2 separate regions of the Aedes albopictus genome follow, and region 1 is linked to region 2. The links are chromatin contacts, called in public Hi-C maps. All regions are on one chromosome and are shown on one strand. Each heading gives the region's core, a stretch centred on a gene start, on an enhancer-like site or on the middle of the called end of the contact. The rest is flanking DNA. Distances are from core to core; before and after follow the strand shown. Region 1 holds the start of LOC109402397 (probable multidrug resistance-associated protein lethal(2)03659). Region 2 holds the start of LOC109402379.

Region 1 (3,874 bases), core at 1,086-3,585, 430 kb after region 2:
CGCCGAGCGATCAGCAAACCCGTTTTTCAACGAAATCTCAGCAATCGTGTTGTTTGTTTGCTGAGGTTCAGGAAATGTTTTGCCCAAGGTAAATAAAAGGAAGGTAATCCAATATGTCAGATTGCACCATCCGCCATATTGGAAAACCTAACGACAGCTGGCAAGTTTGTGTTTAATTTTTTTCACTAGTGAGATGACAAACAAAAACTTTCAGCCCTAGCAACGTAGCAACCCCACAGAAACCATTCACGCTTAACTTTCTCAGCACTAAAATCGGACAAACTCCATGACACTCATCAAGTGTTTCCTACTTACACGGATTGCAAATTAGCTCGTACACCCACTAAAGCAAATATTTTGCAATATTTTTGGCATAGCAATCTCTTTTGGTTAAGAAATCACCATTGTATTCATAATTAACAAAAATGCGGGGGCACGAGCAAATTTTAAACCTGGGGGAATATTACTCATTTTATGAGTGCCATGGAAATATGTCAACATTGGTTATCCGTGTTGAGAATGTTGTTGCCAATGTGGCGCAGCAACGCTTCTGTAGCGTTCTGCAGCATAAACAAACTGGCCGGCTGTCATCTCCATCCCCCCGCAGTGTGCCGCACTCCCCGCATCCACTTACTGCTTATACGCTAACACCTTCCTTATAAACATCTTGGTTTTGCCGAAATTCAGCTAACAAACATTATTTTTTACCGAGATTCAGTATGCATATTTGCTGAGCCACGGCGGTGCCGGCGTTTGCCGAGCTCAACTTAGTGTGTACTTTTATTGCAATGCGATGTTTTCCGCATGTACATTGATTTCATTCTGCAACAACTAACAGTTATGTGACGTCTGTCAGTTGTCGCAGTTATCGAATTTCATTTGGTAAGTGAACATAAATATGTTGCACTTATCGAACGTATACTGTAATTGTACAGTAGACGTTCGCTCGATTCAAACGCTTTAACTGCAATGCCTTATAACTGCAAGTCGGCTAAGTGCAACAATTTTACAGTTATCATCCCGCTACCCGTCAAAATAAAATGTCAACAGCGATGCGATGTTTTTAAATGCACTTTTGTTGCAATGCGATGTATTTTAAATGCACATTGGCTGTCTCGCAGCAACTGACAGTTCTTTGACGTCTGCCAGTTGTTGCAGTTATCGAGTTTCATTCGGATGTGAAACGTAAACATGTTGCAGTTTTCGATCGTCTATTGTACTTATCTAACGTCAACGATATTTTTACAAATTTTGATAATTTTGACAAACTGTAGTAGGTAACAAACCTGAATATGTAATTTTCTGTATTCATAATTCTCATGAACAGCAACTCACCGAAATTAAACACACATATCTCGGTAAATATTTCCAAGGTGAACACTACGCACACATTACCGTCGTAATTTGTTTATCTCCCTTCGCTATTAAAATCCCATAGCACACAGAGTTACGAAATTCACCTCTGGCCTCAGCGTTTGCGCAAAATTGCATGTTGAACAGAACCAAACAACAACATTCAGAATGGTATAATCACTGATATTCTGACCATCCGGCACGGCATCAATTTTCATTCCGAAGTCGCTCTCGCTCCCGAAAAACCTTGACACATCCTCCATGCGCCGTCGCCGCGACCACCATAACGTTTCCTCGTGTTATTCCCGCTACATTCGGTTGGTGGTCGGTTCGTCGTTCGTGACCGCCATCGCCTGCTGTGATGATGATGAGAATGAGGGAAACACCAAAACATTGATAAGCGCCACGACCATCATCATCGCATCGCTTCGGCCGGGAAGAATTTCACTGCCAAACTTCCGCCGACGTAGGATTTTTGACGGCCATTTGATAATCGAAACGCAGATGGCTTCGATTTCGATTCTTTTCGGTGTCATAGGAGTCCTTGTAACGATCAATTCATCGCGAGCACATTCTTTGATTGGACCAATCGACTCAAATCAATTGAGCCTAATTGGTTTGCGTCTTTGTCGCTTATTTTGCTCCGAAGCTGGTCACAACAATCTTCCCTAGATCTCGAGCTGATACAACGGAAATATGGCAGACTTTTGCACTGGAAACGCGTGACTTTTTCATTACTTTCCTCATCTCGGAGTCACTCTCACCTGACAAATTTCTCCCGGCAACCGCACGTTGTCAACAAACAGAACTCCCGATAAGCTCTTTGCCCCGATAAACCGGTTCGCTTTCTTCACTCGCAATCGGAAATCACAACAAGTCGCCACAAATGAGACAAATAAAAAATAAAAAAATCCTTCCTGGATTGAGCCGAAAAATACGCGAAAACCACGCCAATCATTAGAGACAACTGAACTGAACCGCGTGTGCTCTCCTGCGGTGTTCCTCCTCGCGCGGCGATCGATCCACGCGCGAGCGAGCGAGTCCTTGATGCACGAAAAATCACGCTCTTCCGCGGGAGAGCCGCTCTCGAATAACGCGCGCGCGTTTTGATAAGAAGCACTCTCTCCCGGTTTCGTTGCTTTGGCAACCAACCAACGATTTGCTTTGTTCTAGATTAGAGCAAAATGATGAGTGGTTTGGTTAATCGCTCACAGCTGATTGATTTGTTGCTCGACGGTATCGATATCGCTCATAGACGCGTGTGTGCGTTCGTTCCTTTTTTTTCTCAATGTTCGTCGTGTGGTGCCAGTCGTGCAATGTGTCACGATTCAATTGAAGTCATTCAGTTAGGTATGTATGTAAACTTGGCTCTTCTTGTGCGGATAACGTTTTCTCATGCCGCCATGGTGCCTCGTCCGTCGGCCGAGGAGGTTCATTGAATATGCAAGCCGGGTTTGAGGAGCGTGCTCTAGTTTTCCTTGGCAACGGCCGGCGGCAGTGGTGCCACAAGCACGACCGACATGTGAAAGGAAAAACCCTTTACAATACCGACCGACTGCGACTGGCTGACTGACTGGGAGACGTTAGGTAGGCGCCCGGTTGGAAAATGGTTGTCGCATTGCAGCTCTTTCTTTTTGAAGCGGTAGGAAAGCGGCTATCAGTTTCGAATGCAGAGCCAACAACGAGGTGGTTAGTGAGTTGTTATAGGAGTCCACTCAATCACACAGGGTGGTATGGAAGAAAAGAACGGGCAGTGGAGTTATGGGCATAATAGGCGTACGAGGCGAAATGAGCACCGTTTGGGCAGTTTCTGTAAGACTTGCTAAACATTGATCCTATTGATCTTTTTCTCTCTATCTCTCTTAATCCCTACATTCTCCACCTGTCCTACTCTCTAATTGTTTTAAAATTCGAAAAATAAGAATAAAAAACTAAAAATTGTATGACTTTCTACCAACATTATAAACCACATTTACACTGAACTTTATTGAAGAACAACTTATAATTGTCTTCGTTAGAAAACAAAAATAATATAATCGATCATTATCATCCTCTTAAACTCCAACCAATTTCTTCAACACCTTGATTAAATCTTTTTATATTTTTTTGAATCTTGCATTGTTATGCAAATCTCTTATAAACTTTTTGCGACCTTAGGGTAAGTTAGCCTTCCAAAAAACCCATTTGGTATTCAGATCCTTTTAAGGAAGCTTTTCATCCAACATCTTTCCTTTATTTTTCATCTTTCATCCTACCTTTTATATCCTTCTTTCTTCATCCTACATTCTTCATCCTTCATAATCATCATCATCACCATCATTCTACATTCTTTATCCTGTATCGTTCATTCTTCATCCTATATCCTTCATACTTCATCCTACATCTTATATACTTCTTTCTTCATCCTGCATCTTTCTTCCTTCATCCTTTATCATCATCATCATCAACATCATCATCATCATCATCATTATCATCATCATTATCATCATCATAACCATCATCATCCTTCATCTTACACCCT
Region 2 (3,852 bases), core at 839-3,338:
GGCGGGAAAAGAACAACGTTAAGTCAGTCTTTTAAAATATTTCGCACGAGTAGGTTACATCGTTTGCATCCTTCCTCGATTGTGAAGAGTTTCGGCCGGTGGAATTGATTGACCCGGACTGCCACAGTGTCCGTCCGGATACGACAGATGGTAACCGAAGATCTGTCTAGCGACGATCTAGTCGGAATCCTAAGCTGTGCATGTGACGTCACAATGCCAAGATGATCTCTAATCAGGAATGGACGTAATCGGATATACTGGTGGTGTCCAGAAATTGGAGATCTCCGCGCATCCAGAGCTAAGAGAAGAATGCAAAGAGCTCGTACTGATAAGAGTAGAATGGAATGTGAGGTTAAAGGGTGGCTTTACTGGCACTGAATAAAGAGATTAAGACGCGTAAGCCAACGTTACACGGGTAATGCGTCGAACCATTGGCGGAACATGCTGAGTGGTTGGTCACGTAACCGACACTTGAAAAATGCTAGGTCGCCCTATAATTGCGCAGACGTCTTTTTCACGGCCATCGTAGCATTCATACTTACCTTACCGGTCAGACTAAGGCCTGAGTGTCCTCTGCTGTACGTAGGAGTTCTCTCCAGTCTACTCGTGCTTATCCCCGCTCTCCTAATTACACCCTTTAAGGCGATGTTAAACATCAAGCATGAATGCCGTTACCCTTTTCGAGATTCGAAGGGACTCGAGAGTGTCCCTGATACTTGAACTACGCACATCACTCGATCCATAGTCGCCTTGATCAATCGTATCAGTTTATCCGGGAATCCGTATTCGTGCATAATCTGTCATAGCTGTTCTCGATCGATTGTATCATACGCCGATTTGAAATCGATGAACAAATGATGTGTGGGCACGTTGTATTCGCGACATTTCTGCAACACAGGTGGTGAACATCTGGTCTGTTGTAACGCCTTCATCCATGAATCCAACCTGATATTGCCCCACGAACTCTCTTGCAATCGGTGATAGACGGTGGCATAGAATTTGAGAGAGTATCTTGAAGGCAGCGCCTAGTAGTGTATTCGCGCGATAGTTCCCGCAATTCAACTTGTCGTCCTTTTTGTAGATGGGACACACGGTACCTTCCATCCATTGCTCCGGTAATACTTCCTCCTCACAAATTTTGGTAATGACCCAGTGTAGTGCTATCACTAGTGCTTGTCCACCGTATTTTAGAAGCTCGCTTGGTAGTTGGTCTGCTCCAGCGGCGTTGTTGTTTTACAACCGGCCAACCGCCTCCTAAATCTATTGGAGGTTAGGGGCTGGAAATGTTTCGTCCTGCGCACGTACTCCTAGATCTGTTACCACGCCACCCTACACACCTGCGCTGTTCTACCCTACACACCTTCTGCAGCGCTACCATGTCGAGCCCCTTCAGTACTTCGGCGAGTATGCCTGTGCTCCCGGTGAAGATGAGAAACCTGCATGCCCACGTAGCTACTATAGATAGTAGAGTAAACATAGATCCGTGTTGATGAATCCGTTGTATCCAAACGAACTGTCAAAATCTGTATCCAAACGAGCATGACGTCACGATTTGAACAACATCAATGTAGCGCATGACGTCATATTCAACCGTCACACTCTTGAAAATTACTACTTACACGCTTGAAACATTTTAGTCAGCGGTGTCCGCGGATCTATGTTTACTCTACTATCTATAGTAGCTACCAATAGCAAATTATTCCATATTTATTGTTCAATAGTTTGCTTTCCAGTGAATCTGCCAACACGTCTCCAGAAAAAAGTTTTGCAACCAAAAAGCATAAATGCAGGCGAATCAAACGATTTTCCCGCCCCACTTTCACCCCACTCAGCACTGCTTCGATCGAGCTTTCGGGGTTGCTTCACCCCCATCCACCACCCATCCTCACCCACTTGGGAAGCTTTCGCATCGCTATCCCTAAACTGAACCGAAGTTCGCATTCGCTCGGAATGCGCCTGCGCCTAGGCACCCACCGAGAGCCACCCATCGCATCGTGTCGCTCTATGCTGCAGTATTTTCGGCTCCACTCCTGTTTGCAATGGGGGGCTTTGTCCGTACCATCGCTCACTCGCCGCGATGTAGGCAACCCGAACTCGGCAGTCGCCAGTCGAGTCAGTTCCATTCGTTGTTTCGGTTATTGCAGACACGCGGGCGGGTTTGTGAAGCACACGTTCCTCAAACGCACATACAGAGCAACCAGCATAAGCAGAAGAGTTTTTCCGTCGTCATCGTTGTCGTCACCGTCGTCAGTCAGCCGAATGTGTGTCATCGACCCAGCACAGCAGCAGCTGCAACGGCAGGGTCCCAAAAAGTGGATCTACCTTTAGGCGATTTCGGAGAGTGCTAGAATCCGCGCGGAAGTTACTTGGTACTGGTACACACGGATCGGTTCGGGTCCGTTCATTTTTCTTCTGTTCGCCGCCGCCGTCGGTCACTCGTCGGTTTCTCATCGCGCCGCAGCCACACCGCCGTCGCCGTGTTCCAAGTTGGTTCCGATGCAATGGTAGCTCGGTTCCCGATTTGTGTGATTTAGTTTAGCCGAAGATATTTTACACACGTTTGGTTGGGAGTGCAGCCTGCAGTTGCTGGAAGAGCGCAGCGTTTTTTTCCAGTTCAGAGTCCAGTGCCTAGTATAGTTCTGGAAAAGAAGTTCCAATTCCGGCGGAGTGAGTCACCCCAGGTGCCGTGACAAAATGCGTTTCGGATTTTTTGCATCATCTTCGGCGGGCAACCGACTTTTGGATTTGAAGTTTGATCGTTAAGCGAAGGTCCCTCGCAGGCAGGTTGCAGCAATTGCGGCGAAAAAGGAGAAAGAGAAAATTTCTTTGTTGTTTCCCGGTTCATTTCGCGTGCGTTTTTCGGTGTAGTTCCGTGCTTGTGGCCCCGTTTTTTGCTCTCTGTGCCAAGAGTAGTGCTTGAAATCGATACCGACCACCACCGCTCGACGGAGCTGCAGCAGCAATCAAGTGGCGCTGAAGAAGCAAACAAAAGCAGTGTGTTGGCCAAGAGAGGGCGCTGGCACTTCACCTCGTCGCCTCCGCCCAGATGTTCGACTGCCGTCGCCGCGTGTGTAGTGTGTGATCAGTTTGGTGCGATTTTTGTTTCGTTTTACCACTCCAAGTCCAAGTCCAGAGCCCTTGTTTTCCGTGTCGCCCGCCAACAAATCTAGCTACCCATATATAGCGAAGAGTTAAAACGCGTGTGTGAGAAGTGCGCCAAGATGACGACAGTAGTGCTGCAGTATCATCATCGTCGTTGTTGCCGCCGCTGCTGCTAAGGGAAACGGCAGCTCTCTGCTCTGTTCGATTCGATCCACAACGACCGCGCAACCCGACTTCCGTAAACACAGCGGCAGCCATCGCGGAGCCGACCAACCAAGCCAGACCAGGACGGAACCTGTGATTAGCGGCAGCCGTCGTCGTCGGTCTCCCCATCAGTGTCCCAGTCCAGGAGACAAAGTCAGGTAAGAAATGCTTTTGCCGCCTGAATTTAGACCACCCACAGTGGCGGCCCCAGTCGGGAAAACGTGTGTCTCGCGTCGCGTGTCGCGTTGTCGCCTGTTTCGTGAGTAAATAAATTCTGCGCTTGTTTGACATTCCTCCCACTCCTCCTCTCTGCTCTTCATGCTTTGCGCTTTCGTACAAGGTTGGTGGGAGTTTTTCCCACTTTTAGTGTGAATAGGGGACGGGGGAGTGGGCGGTGCATGGAAGTTTGAGGTATTTTAATCGAGATGCATAATCTATGAGTCTGTATCTAGCATCTGAGTTGACGAATCGAGGCAGTAACTAGAATGAACGGGATTTTTAGCATCCGTTTGTTTATATTTGCAGCATTTGAAGCATACCTAATGT

What was found. A called contact is a pair of places that touch in the nucleus more often than the background predicts.
Region 1: a contact with region 2 is called in a Hi-C map of embryo, with 6 times the contacts expected there. The contact joins the promoter of LOC109402397 here to the promoter of LOC109402379 in region 2. A contact is called at or near these places in 2 of 3 Hi-C or Micro-C datasets (embryo and whole body).

What each region holds. Positions count from the first base shown.
Region 1 is chr1:311,319,233-311,323,106 of AalbF5, forward strand. LOC109402397 (probable multidrug resistance-associated protein lethal(2)03659) reads right to left here and starts at 2,336. Exons shown (of 13, transcript XM_029856758.2): 1 at 2,118-2,336. The region is part of intron 7 of LOC109402379; the gene reads left to right.
Region 2 is chr1:310,894,282-310,898,133 of AalbF5, forward strand. LOC109402379 reads left to right here and starts at 2,089. Exons shown (of 9, transcript XM_029856761.2): 1 at 2,089-3,464.